Linked DNA regions of Mus musculus: regions 1, 3 and 4 are each linked to region 2. The links are chromatin contacts, called in public HiChIP or PLAC-seq and promoter capture Hi-C maps. All regions are on one chromosome and are shown on one strand. The core of a region is the stretch at or near the end of the contact, and the rest is flanking DNA. Distances in the headings are between cores, read along the strand shown.

What was found. HiChIP or PLAC-seq counts read pairs in DNA pulled down with a chosen protein or histone mark. Capture Hi-C pulls out chosen DNA fragments and counts their contacts.
Region 1: a contact with region 2 is called in an HNF4G HiChIP or PLAC-seq map of pancreatic cancer cells. The contact joins the promoter of Cort here to the enhancer-like site in region 2. A contact is called at or near these places in 1 of 39 promoter capture datasets (the C10 cell line), 2 of 484 Hi-C or Micro-C datasets (palatal mesenchyme and uterus), 6 of 115 datasets of contacts at active chromatin or transcription factors (the 230-238 cell line, bone marrow-derived macrophages, craniofacial prominence and 3 more) and 3 of 9 other capture datasets (adipose tissue, liver and pancreatic islet).
Region 3: a contact with region 2 is called in a promoter capture Hi-C map of liver. The contact joins two enhancer-like sites. A contact is called at or near these places in 2 of 484 Hi-C or Micro-C datasets (Th1 cells and embryonic stem cells), 3 of 115 datasets of contacts at active chromatin or transcription factors (double positive thymocytes, embryonic stem cells and large pre-B cells) and 2 of 9 other capture datasets (adipose tissue and liver).
Region 4: a contact with region 2 is called in an H3K4me3 HiChIP or PLAC-seq map of bone marrow-derived macrophages, with 6 times the contacts expected there. The contact joins two enhancer-like sites. A contact is called at or near these places in 1 of 484 Hi-C or Micro-C datasets (the G1E-ER4 cell line), 4 of 115 datasets of contacts at active chromatin or transcription factors (bone marrow-derived macrophages, embryonic midbrain, extraembryonic endoderm stem cells and 1 more) and 2 of 9 other capture datasets (adipose tissue and embryonic stem cells).

Annotation. Positions count from the first base shown.
Region 1 is chr4:149,125,334-149,128,484 of GRCm38.p6, forward strand. It overlaps Cort (cortistatin), which reads right to left and starts at 1,430. Exons shown (of 2, transcript NM_007745.4): 1 at 1,194-1,430; 2 at 1-140. The coding sequence starts at 1,313. Cenps (centromere protein S) reads right to left here. Exons shown (of 5, transcript NM_027263.2): 5 at 3,016-3,151.
Region 2 is chr4:149,444,166-149,447,069 of GRCm38.p6, forward strand. No RefSeq gene overlaps it. Among named protein-coding and RNA genes, the nearest start is that of Rbp7, 9.4 kb to the right of the region's middle. Within about 2 kb of position 1,271, at least 258 of the 459 cell types and tissues checked have an H3K27ac peak or open chromatin away from gene starts, as enhancers often do. A contact at or near this core is called in Th1 cells, adipose tissue, bone marrow-derived macrophages and 6 more, where this site is marked.
Region 3 is chr4:149,708,898-149,712,175 of GRCm38.p6, forward strand. No RefSeq gene overlaps it. Among named protein-coding and RNA genes, the nearest start is that of Tmem201, 28 kb to the right of the region's middle. Within about 2 kb of position 1,829, at least 148 of the 459 cell types and tissues checked have an H3K27ac peak or open chromatin away from gene starts, as enhancers often do. A contact at or near this core is called in Th1 cells and embryonic stem cells, where this site is marked.
Region 4 is chr4:149,180,825-149,183,803 of GRCm38.p6, forward strand. Kif1b (kinesin family member 1B) reads right to left here. Exons shown (of 49, transcript NM_001290995.1): 46 at 1,444-1,593; 47 at 985-1,177; 48 at 660-778. Among named protein-coding and RNA genes, the nearest start is that of Pgd, 16 kb to the left of the region's middle. Within about 2 kb of position 1,592, at least 25 of the 459 cell types and tissues checked have an H3K27ac peak or open chromatin away from gene starts, as enhancers often do. A contact at or near this core is called in adipose tissue and bone marrow-derived macrophages, where this site is marked.

The DNA of each region.
Region 1 (3,151 bases), core at 180-2,679, 320 kb before region 2:
TGGGGGGGTGGCCTTTCCTGGCTCTTGGACAGCCCGGGGGTACCCCCTCCGACGGGGGTGCTGGAGCTGGCTTGGGAAGCCCACTCGTGCCACCAGGCAAGGAAAGTCAGAAGGCCGCTCCTCCCCTCGGTGGCTTCCTGCTGTGTTTTAGAGAAGCAGATAACAAAGGAGAGAAAAGCAACCACTCACCACTCACTCACTGGGACTCACTCAGCCTTCGGATATGCCCCCCCACCCCCACCCCCCACAGAGAGCAAACTGTTCCTTAACAAACCACACTCCCTCAAAGTCAGAGTGAGACGGACTCTAGAGAAACTGCTCAGTGGAGAAAAACAGACCAGTCCAATAATAATAAATAAATAAATAAATAAAAATGCTGATTTTTTTCAAGCATGGTAGCAGAGACCTTTGGACTCGGCAGTCAGGAGGCAACAGCAGATAGAGTACTGTGAGCTTGGGCTAGCCTGGGCTACACACAGTGAGGCCTTATCTTGAAAACAAATAAAGTGCTTTAACTTCTACCTTATAATCTGTGCTGAGGTCCTCAGCTCTGAGACTAGGAAAGCTGTCAAAATGGCTGCCAGCTGAGAGGCCCTGGGTCCACAGGCTCTCCCACCTCCACACATCCTCCTGGATGTTCAGAAATCAGAACAGACTGAGTCGCTAAGTCTGGGCCTTCTTTCAAACTCCTCAGGAAGTTTCTAGGAGTACTCTGATGATAAACGACCCATCTGAAACTCATCTGGTGATCTCAAAGAAAAATCCACTTTTAATGGTCAACTTTATGGACTCTTTCTTGGAACTTTTTCAAAAATGGAAAAAAGAGAAAGTAAATCATTTGATGAAATTATAAAATTTACACCATGGAGAACAAGAGGGCAGGAATTATTTGAGCGAGTGAGAGTATAGCTGTGTATATAAATTAAGGCTCTGGAAGTCCGTGTGACTGGTCTCACGGCAGAGAAGACGGTGGAGCGCTGTGACAGCTGGAAGCAATCCCTGTCTCCAAAGCAGACACCAGCAGAGAGGAGTCCCTGACAGACCCAGGCTAGGAGAACTGAGGGCAAACAGGGACCAGGGGTCTGAATGGGGCGTTGTAAAATCCTAGGGACACACACACACCACAACACAGAACACATCATGCAGGACTGAGTGGTCAGAATTACAGAGACAAACTGAGCAGGTGCACTCACCACACTGTCCTGGCCAGTAGGGCCACTCTCCAGGGGAAGGGCGGAGGCTGCGACCCCCCAGAGCAGCAGCAGCCCGAAGGCTGAGGGCCACTTGCCTCCTGTGCCTCGGCCACCCATCATCCTCGGACGTGCTGAGGTCTGTGCTTGGTGGACGAGGGTCTCTTCTGTGGTGTTTTAAGCTCTAGCACCACCTGCTTGGGGGTCTGCACTCGTTCATTGAAAACCTACACGCCTCTCCACACTCACGCGGTGACGCACAAGCCGGAGCAATCAGCTCTCACAGAAAGAAACATTTGTGGGGTTGGATTTAGCCCCTTAATTAAAGACTCGGGACTTTTCCTGTGTTTGGAGTGAATCTGCTCTTATTTTAGAACACATGCGCGCTTGCTCTGGGAGTTCTGCTTCCTTGTGATTGTGCCTGTGGCAAGCAGGAAGCCATCAGAACAAAGCCGGGTGATTTAACAGAATATGAAATCAGGCCTGGGTAAAGAGCTGAAGATGTGGGGTCTTACCCAGGAGAAGCAAGACTGCAGGCTGGGACGCAGCTCAGCTCAGCCCAGCACGTGCCTACCACGGTTCCGTCCATCCCCGGAGCTAAAAGCAGGCATGTCTGAATCGGCTACGAGCAGAAGTAACCAGGTACAGAGAAGACCCAGGGTCACAGGATGGCCCCAGTGTTCACCAGGTCGCAAGGAAGGATGAACCAAGAGCATGTCCCAGACTGCCCTCTGCCCCAGGCTAGACCTTTGACTCGCTCAAGTATAGATGCGGATGCAGAAGAGAGACGGGACCAAAGGCCTTCTGCATCTCAGTGCCACGGACGCTGTCCTGGGCCTCTCAGTGACATGCACACTTGCAGAGTTCCTGGTCTAGGGCTTTCCAAGATGCCCAGGTCAGCAGTTTGCACATTTCTTTAAAAAAAAAAAAAAAAAAGATAGAAAGAAACGAGGCCAGGAAGATGGTTCACTGAGCACAGCAGTTGCGATGCAACCCTGGTAACCTGCAGCTCCACTCTGGCCCCCAGATAATGGTAAAACGGAAGAACACACCGGTTCCTAACAAACTTGACCTCTGACCCACACTCCCGCTGTAGCACACACGTGCATCTCCCTCTCCCCGTCATAGATACCATTTTTGAAAATGTAGACATGCACGTCGATAGACTGGCCAAGTGTAAGGGATGCTTTCTTTGTATAGGTCACAGTCACTTCCTGAGAAACCTGGACTCGGCCAGCTGACAGCCCACTTCCTTCCCAAGACAGTGACAAAGTCCTGGGCCACCTCCTGGCCCTTCACAGGTCCAGGTTGAGAATTGTGGGGATGTGAGGGATGGACCCCGCATATGCAGACAGACCTGAAACCCCATCTCAGACACTAGAGAACACCAAGATCCAAGGGAGGCTCGAGACTGAAACAAAGCAACTGAAAGTCGGCTCCTTCCAAAGTAAAACACGCCCCGCTCTAGAGACCTTCCCGAGGTCCCTCTTCCACCATGGGGTGACGCTCAGGTCATCAGGCTTTGCCTACACCCAGCGAGCTATCCCTCTGCTCCCCTACCACTCCACAAGGGAAAGAAGGCAGGCCCTGAACACCTTACATCCTTCAGGACACAGCAACAGTAGGACAGGGCCCTTGGGACACTCCAGACTTTCCCTTCAAGCAGACATCTCCTCGGGAGAGCCAAGGCTTAATTCTATAGACCTGCTAGAAAAGCCACAAAGCCCTGCTTCTGAAATCAGCCCTGAAGAGTAAGAGATTTCATTCCCAGGGACCACCAGTCACCGCGATGGAGGCTGAGACCTGAAGCCACAGCAGCCGGGCTCAGCAAACACAGCTTTATTTATTCCCAGGGACCACCAGTCACCGCGATGGAGGCTGAGACCTGAAGCCACAGCAGCTGGGCTCAGCAAACACAGCTTTATTTATTCACCCTGCTGAGACCCGCATTCGACCTGGGA
Region 2 (2,904 bases), core at 21-2,520:
TTGGGGACAGTGTCTCTCTGTGTAGTCCTGGCTGTCCTGGAACTCTCTCTATAGACCAGGTTGGCCTCAAACTCACAGAAATCCACCTATCTCTGCCTCCCGAGTGCTGGGACTAAAGGCATGCGCCACTACACCCAACATTATGAATTTTCTTAATGTTCCCCATTTGGATTGTTCAAAGTGTCCAACATGGTCGATTTTATGTGGGTTTTTTTTTTTTTTTTTTTTTTTTGCTGTCTTCACTGCTCACCTGAACCCAGGGTCTCTGCATGCTAGCCAAGTGTGCTCCCATGGAGACAGCACATTTCCACTTTGGCAATACATCTCTAAGGCTTTATGCCACCCTATGTGTATTTCATTTGCACTTATTTATTTATTATTTGTGTGCACGTGTTAACACAGGTGTGGAGATCAGAGATGACCTTTGGGTCCTCTTTACAGGACTCTGTTCTCTCCTCCTATCACATGGATTCCAGATATCACAAACACAAGGCTTAGTGACAGGTGCCTTTGTGTGCTGTGTCATCTCCCTGACCCTGATATATGTATTTTTACCACAACTAAAAGAGAAAAAAAAAAAGCTGGGTGTGGTGGCCCATATATTTAATACCAGCAGTAGGGAGGCAGAGGCCAGTGGATCTCTATGAGTTACAGGAGAGGTCAGCCTGGTCTACATATTGAGTTCCAGGCCACAGCCACAAAGTGAGACCTTGTCTCCAACCCCCCTTAATCCCAGAAAGGATTTGTGTATGTGTGTGTATATATATGTGTGTGTGTGTGTACTAAGGCTAATTTTTAAACATTGTTTTTGTTTGCTTGCTTTTATTTAGTTTTTTTTTTTTAAGGCAAGATTTTCTCTATTCCTACTGGGTAGGAATAAGTAAAAATTAATTAAAACCAAGGACCAAGCGTCTTCTCGGCTTCCTCTCGGGTGTCCCCGTGTAGAACTGCAGGTCACCTCCCTAACCACAGACTTCCCATTGTTCTCCGGCTCCACAGCTCTCCTGCTCCCCTCGAGTCCAGGCTGAGGAGCTGGAATTCTTGATCCTCCCAGGAAAGCTGGCTCGGTTCAGATAACTTGCTGAAGCGGCGTCGCGAAAAGCCTCTTCTTTTATCCCTTAAAATCCGCCCTTTCTCCGTGTCATTACACCTTTGCACAGACAGCTCAGCCTGTGCTTTGGGGAAGGACCGAGCCTCCTCCGCGCCCCGCGGCTCTCCGCAGTCCTCATCCGACACGTGGCAGCCCTTCTCAGCTCTGCACAGCGAGGTCCTGCAGCCTCCCCCTGGTGGACGCTTCGAGTTGAAACTCAAAGTGGCCATTCGTTCCAGTCTGCGCCCCGTCAGGCCCGCCAGCTGGCGCCAGCCTGCAGAGAAGCAGCGGGAGCCATGGGAGGGAAGTTGCATCCAGCGCGCCTGGTGCAGCTGTCACGTCATTGCCTCCACGGAAGTCCTTCCTTTGGCTCCTCAAAGTGTTCGGTTATTTCCGGCATAAACTGTGGGGCTTAGGCCTCAGACTCTTGAATCCTAGTTTGTCTGATGTTCCCCTAAATCTTTACTGAGTCCACTGAGGCAGGATAGAAAGAAAAACCATCCTGATGTGGGAGATAAAAGGAGTCCCTAGTTGAAACCTCATCTTCTAGAGCCGCAGCACAATTAGCATTTGCTGTGAAGGTGGCCAACATAAGGTTATATATATTTTTTTTCCACAAAAAAATGTTAAAATATCAATGAATTGGGCTTAAAGCCTAAGGGTTACACTGTTTCTATGTTGGCCACCTGGCAAGGAATGTTAATTGTGTTTAGACTCCTGATGCTGTGATTTCAACCGGGATTCAGAATGCTGTCCCCACATCTGGGTGGTCCCACGCTTGAAAACCACGCTTGGCTCCCCGCCATCCCTCGATCTATTTATTCCATGGCTGAGCAGCCCCGCCCCTTCGCGGAGCTGCAGCCTCACTTCCGGCTTCCAACACATTGCTCTCTCCCAGTGGGCTTCCTCCTCCTTCAGCTGCTGGAGGCCGAATAGGTCATCTTACCACAGTCCTCACCTTGCATCCTGCTTGCCTTTCTCTCTAGTTATCTTGAACTGCGGATTCTTCATCTAAAATGGTTGTTTCTGCTCCAGACGGAGTTCTTAAGTGTTAAGGGGACTTGCCCTAGGGCTTTCTACCTGGACCTTCTTATCTGCATCTCCAAGAGTCTCCCCCACCAACAGTTCTACCTCCTCTCTGATCACGCAGATTCCCTAAGGCCTAGATTCCTTTTACTGTTGTGGAAAAATACCCTGAGGATAGCAAGGTAAAGGAGGAAGGCTTCATGCTGACTCACAGTCCCAGGTTACAGCCCTTCAAAGCCTGGAGTCTCCCAGCAGGGACTTAAGGACCTTTTGTTCAGTCCAGGCAATGGTGTCTCCCAGTTAAGGGCCCTCTGGTCTCCTCTCCTCAATTAACTAAATCTAGATAATCCCTCAGAGGCATGCCCAGAGCTTGTCTTGGGCTAGTCTAGCTCCTGTTAAATTGATACCCAACCTACATACATTCTTAGTGTGACCTTCCTTACTGTGCACTCACTGATAAGTGGATATTACCCCAGAAACTTAGAATACCCCAGATACAATTTGCAAAACACAAGAAAATCAAGAAGAATGAAGACCAAAGTGTGGATACTTCATTCCTCCTTAGAATAGGGAACAAAACACCTATGGAAGGAGTTACAGAGACAAAGTTTGGAGCTAAGACGAAAGGATAGACCATCCAGAGACTACCCCACCCCGGGAGTCCATTCCATAATCAGTCACCAAACCCAGACACTATTGCATATGCCAGCAAGATTTTGTTGAAAGGAACCTGATATAGCTGTCTCTTGTGAGGCTATGCCAGTGCCTGGCAAATACAGAAATGGATA
Region 3 (3,278 bases), core at 579-3,078, 270 kb after region 2:
CTAAGGCTCAAATACATGGCAGAAGACACACCCTATGTGGAACCCTAAACTGGCACACTGCTCCCGGCAAGGGAACAGATTTCTTTAAGAAGAGCCATCATCGGGCTGATGACTCTGACCACTGGTCCCTGTAAACTATCTCCTCCTGTTAGACAGCAAGCCTGGGGCCTTCTGGAAACTGCTGGAGGGGAAGTCATCTTCCAAGAAATGAAAGAGAAAGCCTTCCACGCCCATCTGGAAAATGGTTTCCCCATCCCACCCTTGAGCTGACAACTCTTCCTCTACTGCTTGGAAGCCCACACCCTGGGGCCTGCCCACTTTAAGGCTAAAGATTCAAGTGGACAGGATTTCAAGGCATTGGCCTAGACAAGAGGTATGACTCCAAATAAACATTGCAGAGATGGGGCTGGAGAGACAATGCTGACCTTAGGAGCTGGTTCTGTTTGTTTTTGCAGAGGACTCAAGTTTGCTTCTCCCATTGAGCAGTCCACAGCTGCTTGTAACTTCAGCTCCAGGGGATCTGATGTTCTCCTATGGCCTTTGCAGGGATTGCTACATAGACACATATATACACGTAATTTTTCATCTTAGTATATGTATTTATTTTATTCTTCTGGCTATGAGTGTTTTGCCTGCTTGCACACACACACACACACACACACACACACACACACACACACACACACCACATGTGTGCCTGATAAACATGGAGGTCAGAAGACCGCAACTAGAGTTACAGGTGGTTGTGAGTCACCATGTAGATGCTGGGAACCAAACCTGGGTCCTTTGCAAGAGCAGTCAGTGCTCTTAGCCACTGAATTTCTCCAGCCCCTATACACATTTTATTTTATTTTAGACAGGGTTTCTCCGTGTAGCTCCTGGACCTTGCTCTGAAATCCAGACTGGCCTCAAACTCAGAGAGAGATCCACCTGCCTCTGTCTCCTGTTTTGTTTTGTTTTGTTTTTTTCGAGACAGGGTTTCTCTGTGTAGCCCTGGCTGTTCTGGAACTCACTTCGTAGACCAGGCTGCCCTGGAACTCAGAAATTCGCCTGCCTCTGCCTCCCAAGTGCTGGGATCAAAGGCGTGTGCCAACACTGCCTGGCAGTGGTGTTCATCTTTAATCCCAGCACTCAGGAGGTAGAGGCAGGCGGATCTCTGAGTTCGAGGCCAGCCTGGTCTACAAAGTGAGTTCCAGGACAGGAAGGGATACACAGAGAAACCCTGCCTCAAAAAACAAAAACAGGGGCTGGTGAGATGGCTCAGTGGGTAAGGGCACCCAACTGCTCTTCCGAAGGTCCGAAGTTCAAATTCCAGCAACCACATGGTGGCTCACAACCACCCATAATGAGATCTGATGCCCTCTTCTGGTGTATCTGAAGACAACTACAGTGTACTTACATATAATAAATAAATAAATCTTTAAAAAACAAACAAAACAAAACAACAAAAAACCAAAAACAACAACAACCACAACAAAAAGAATACCACCATGTTCTACCAGAGCCCTGTACACATAACTAAGCAAAGTATAAATTTCAGGTAATCCACTAGGGCTTTATGATGGATGGAGATCTGAGAAGCAAACTGTGTCATCCCATCCTTAGGGACATGGCTCTGCCAAAGTCCCGGCACCAGGCAGGGAATGGCCATGGCCATCACAGCTCTACAAGAAAAAGCCTGGCCAAGAAATTCTCAGGCAGGGCTAGAAGAGAGTCCCACAATGGCTAACTTCCCTGTGGGCGGAGCCTGGGGCAGCCTTGCTTCCTTACACGGGTAAGCCCAGACAAGCTAACATCAGAGCACAGCTTTCCACATCGCTTCTGTGCCTCTGCTCTACAGAGTCTGGTGTGGTTAACTGACTGATCGTTCATACACTGAGGAGTCCTAGGGAGCCACCTAGAGGAGGGACAGCAAAACAGGAGAGGGGCAGAAGGTAGGGCTGAGGACAGAACCATTAAAGAGGGCAACAGGAATGAGGATGTCTTAGAAAAGCAGAGGAGGGGCTGGACAGGTAGGTGGCTCAGCAGTTAAGAGCACTGACTGATCTTCCAGAGGACGTGAGTTCAATCAAAAAATAAAAAATAAATAAAAAATAAAGGAAATCTAAAGAGATTGAACAAGCGTGCATGTGCTTGCTTGTGTGCTGTGTGTGTGTGTTTCTGTGTATATGTGTGCATGTGCTTGCTTGTGTGCTGTGTTTGTGTGTGTGTATGTGCTTGTCTCTCTTATGTTTGTGTTTCTCTGTGTTGTGTGTGCTGTGTGTTTCTGTATGTGGCTCTGTATTGTATATGGTGTATGTGTCTGTTTTTCATGTTGTGCATTTTATACATTTTATATATGTGTATATATGTGTATTTGTGTATGTCTGTTGGTATATTAAGTGTGTGTGTTATGTTTGTGTATATATGTGTCTTGTCTTGTATTGGTGTGCACGTTGTATATGTGTGTGTATTGTGGATGATATGTGTGTGTCTGTTTGTGTGTTGTATGTATGTGTGTGTTAAGCAAGACCAAAACAGGATGAACTCACATGGACACAGTTAGCTTCTAGCCTGTTAGTCTGGCCTGTTTTTGGCAACTCTTCCCCTTTGTAATCAAGAAGGTGGGCAACCAGCAGACAAACTTGACTCATGGCCATAACTTACTGGACCAGAATGGAGGCTCGGATTCCAGCGAGGCCAATCAAGTCCTTCCCAGAAAAGTAGACTTGGGACCTGTTGAAGAGACCCAGGATAGGTCAGCTAGGTGGGTGTCGCAAGTGGGGACAGGTGAGGGTGCCTCAGTCTCTGGCTCTCACCAGAGCTGCCAGTACCTGTAATGCTGTCACATGCATATTTGACCTTTGTCCAGTCGCCTGCACTCAGCTCCTAACGTCCTGGAAAATTCTGCAGTGGTGTCTTTCTGTGGCCAGGGCTGACCAGGCCTGAGGGCTGCTGGACAGTCTGAGGATGGGGCTGGCTGCTAAGGGAAACTAACTAGCTGTGTGGAGAGGGTGGGAACTTTCAGCCCTGCCCTCCCTCCAGCTTACTGAGAGGGGAAGAAGGTCTAGATGTCACCAGCCGCTCCCACATAAATCCTCAAGAGAACAGGGGGATCTTTGTCGTTTGTTTTGAGAAAAAAATCTCATGGATCCTAGACTGGCCCCAAACTCACTACAGAGCTGAGGCGGACACTGATCCTCCTGCCCAGGCCTCTGAAGTGCTAGGATTACAGGCCCCTGGCTTTCTGGGATGCTGGGGCTTCCTGGGTGCTAGGCAACACTGTACCTCAAGAGGGC
Region 4 (2,979 bases), core at 342-2,841, 260 kb before region 2:
GGAGGCAGCGTTAGAAGAGTGGATGCTGGTCTCTCCCAGCCGATTCTGCAGGCCAGGCTTCTACGCTCCTAAACAAATGGCTGGACCAGCAGTTCTCAACTCGAGACCCCTTTGGGGGTTGAATACCCTTTTCACAGGGGTCGCAGAGCAGATAGCCTGCAGAGCACATATGGACATTATGACTCCTAACAGTAGCCCAGGGACAGCTATGAGGTCTTTCCTACGCTGGGGACTCTGTGAGATGCGCTCCTCTCACACAGCCTGAACTATGGGAGTCCATTAAAGCACTGTTTCTCCTTTACTCGGTGCTCTGGGCCTTCTGCAGACCTCCTGAAAACTGAAACCTAAAGGAGATGAAGGATAGGACCGGTGGTGTCCTTACGGCTGAGGACGCACGACACTGCACTGGAAGCAGGGCACTCGTCTCACCCTGTAACTCATCATCGTACCCTTGCCTTCCTTTCCATTTTCATCCCAGTTAGAACGACACATCTTTCCTACTCATGTAAATGTGAGAAAGAGCTTTCACGAGCCAGGCATGGTAGTGCACACCTGTAAACCCAGTCCTTGGGATGAGGTGGAGAACTTAGAATCTGGCTTGGGCTATACAGTGAGACTGTCTCAGCATGAGGAAATGAAGCAAAAGAACAGTATCTGACCTTATTGTGCCAGCCAGAAGTGGGTTAAAGGCATATAACCAGTCATTCATGTCTTTGTCATTGAGAGCTTGCAGAAGGACCCCACGGTGCTTTGTGCATACAGCAAAAGTATTAGGTGTCTGGGAAGAGACATTAGGTAGAAGAAAGTTATTGGAGAGAATGAACAGTTAGGAACATCTTGCCAAATTCACAGGGTGCACAGCACTTCACACCGAAAGTTCATGCAACCCAGATATAAACTAGGATCCATGCCACAGACTAGAACGCCAGACTCAAAAGGGAAGAACACAGGGAGCATCAGACAGCCAAGTCAGGAGAGACTGACCTTCACCATGGCCTGCTGGTCCTCGCTGTACTCCACCTGTGCTGTAGACAGGTTAATGATGCCACGCTCTACTGGGTCTTTGTCACTGTTATAGATGAAGACGTAAGGGCGACGAACCACAACGAAATGTTTAGCCCAGTTACTGGAAAGTGGCTCTTTGAAATGCAGGTATCCTTTCTTAGATACCACTGATCTGAAAGGACATTGTAAAAGAAGTCAGTTTCTCCTAAAGTAAACAGTAGTAAGCTGAGATCGACCCATCGATACATGCTTCCACTAGGCGAGCCCTCAGATGCACCAGGACAGGAAAATGATCCAGTTGGCCTAGATCATCACTGGTCACATCAGCACAATGTGCTAGGCCCAGATGCCCACCGCACACGGCAGCACAGCCCTGTGCTCTAGGCTGGAACAGCCTTGCACAGCAGAGCTAGAAAGGGTGCATGCCACAGGACTCACCCCGCTCTGACTTCTTCAATGTCTGGAACAAGATTGAGAAATTCATTCTTCCCTGCTCGGGCCAAATAGGGTGTCTCCACAGTTGGGACGATCTGAAACTGTTCAAATTCTTGGCAGGGACTGGAGGCACGAGAGTTGGCTTCTGGGGTCCTTACAGAGGAAGCAAAGAGTAAGAAGCACGTCAGTTAGGTCAGAGCCACTGTGGACATGACCTCACCAGACACAGTGCGCCTGCCCAAGTGCCAGAGGCAAACATCAGTTTCAGAGGTCAGCTAAGAGAAGCTGGTGTCAGAAAGGTAACCCTCATTCCAGCATCTTCTCCGTGGAACAGGACACTGGGGCCACTGAGTCCTGAGAACACAAGCATCTGATAGGAACTGTGTTCCCTCAGGAGTGTCCTATCAGTCTCATGGCCAGAACTGACACAGTGGGTCTCAAAGTGTGGCCCCTGACTGACAGCAGCAGCTCTCTCTGGGACTGGTAGACTGCCCAGTCAGAGACACAGGAAGATGCTTGGCCACTGTGCTATAGCAAGTTTCTAAGGGGTTTTAAAAAGTTCACATCTTGGGCTGGAGAGATGGCTCAGAGGTTAAGAGCACTGTCTGCTCTTCCAGACTCTCATTAGTTCAATTCCCAGCAACCACATGGTGGCTCACAACCATCTGTAACGAGGACGAGTGCCCTCTCCTGGCTTGCAGGCATAAATGCAGGCAGAATACCGTGTACTTAATAAATAAATAAATCCTTTAGAAAAAAAAAGTTCACATCTTGTGGATAGCAGATAAAGCAAACAAATGAAGAAGAACCTGGACCTAGCTGAGAAGGCTCCTAAGAGCAGAGGAGTAGAGTAGTGAACGCCATCATTCTTTAGGCCTCTGTTCTGGTTGTTAGGGGTCTCCTAGAATAGCTTAGCCTGATGATTCTGTATATTTCTGATTCTAAAGGTCCATTTTGAGGCTGGAGAGATGGCTCAGCAGTTAAGAGCACTTATAGTTCTTCCAGATGTCCTGAGTTCAATTCCCAGCAACCACAACCATCTATAATGGAATCTGATGCCCTCTTTGGTGTGTCTGAAGACAGCTACAGTGTACTCATAAAATAAAAAAATCTTAAAAAAAAAAAGGTTCATTTTGCAAGCTTTACTATTTTTGTGTGTGTGTGCGTACATGTGTGCATGGGTATGTTTGTGTGTGTGTTTGAGTGTGTGTGTGTGTGTGAGTGTGTGTGTATGCATGAGCTCATGCATGTGGAAGCCTTCCTCTCTCACTAGATGCCTTCCTCTATCATTCTCCACTTAATTGTGCTAAGTTTTTACCTTTTATGTAGTATCTATTTATTCTGTGAGTTTTATACCCTATACAATGTACTTTGGTCATCTCCACCACCACACAGCCCTTCCAGCTTCATGTCAGTAATCCAGTGAGTTCAGTTAGTGCTGTCTACACTCACACAGGCGTGGGCCAGATACTAGAGCACGGACCAGTGGCCATGCCACAAAGAAAAAGGACTCTTTCCCAGCAGCCATCAGTTGCCAAT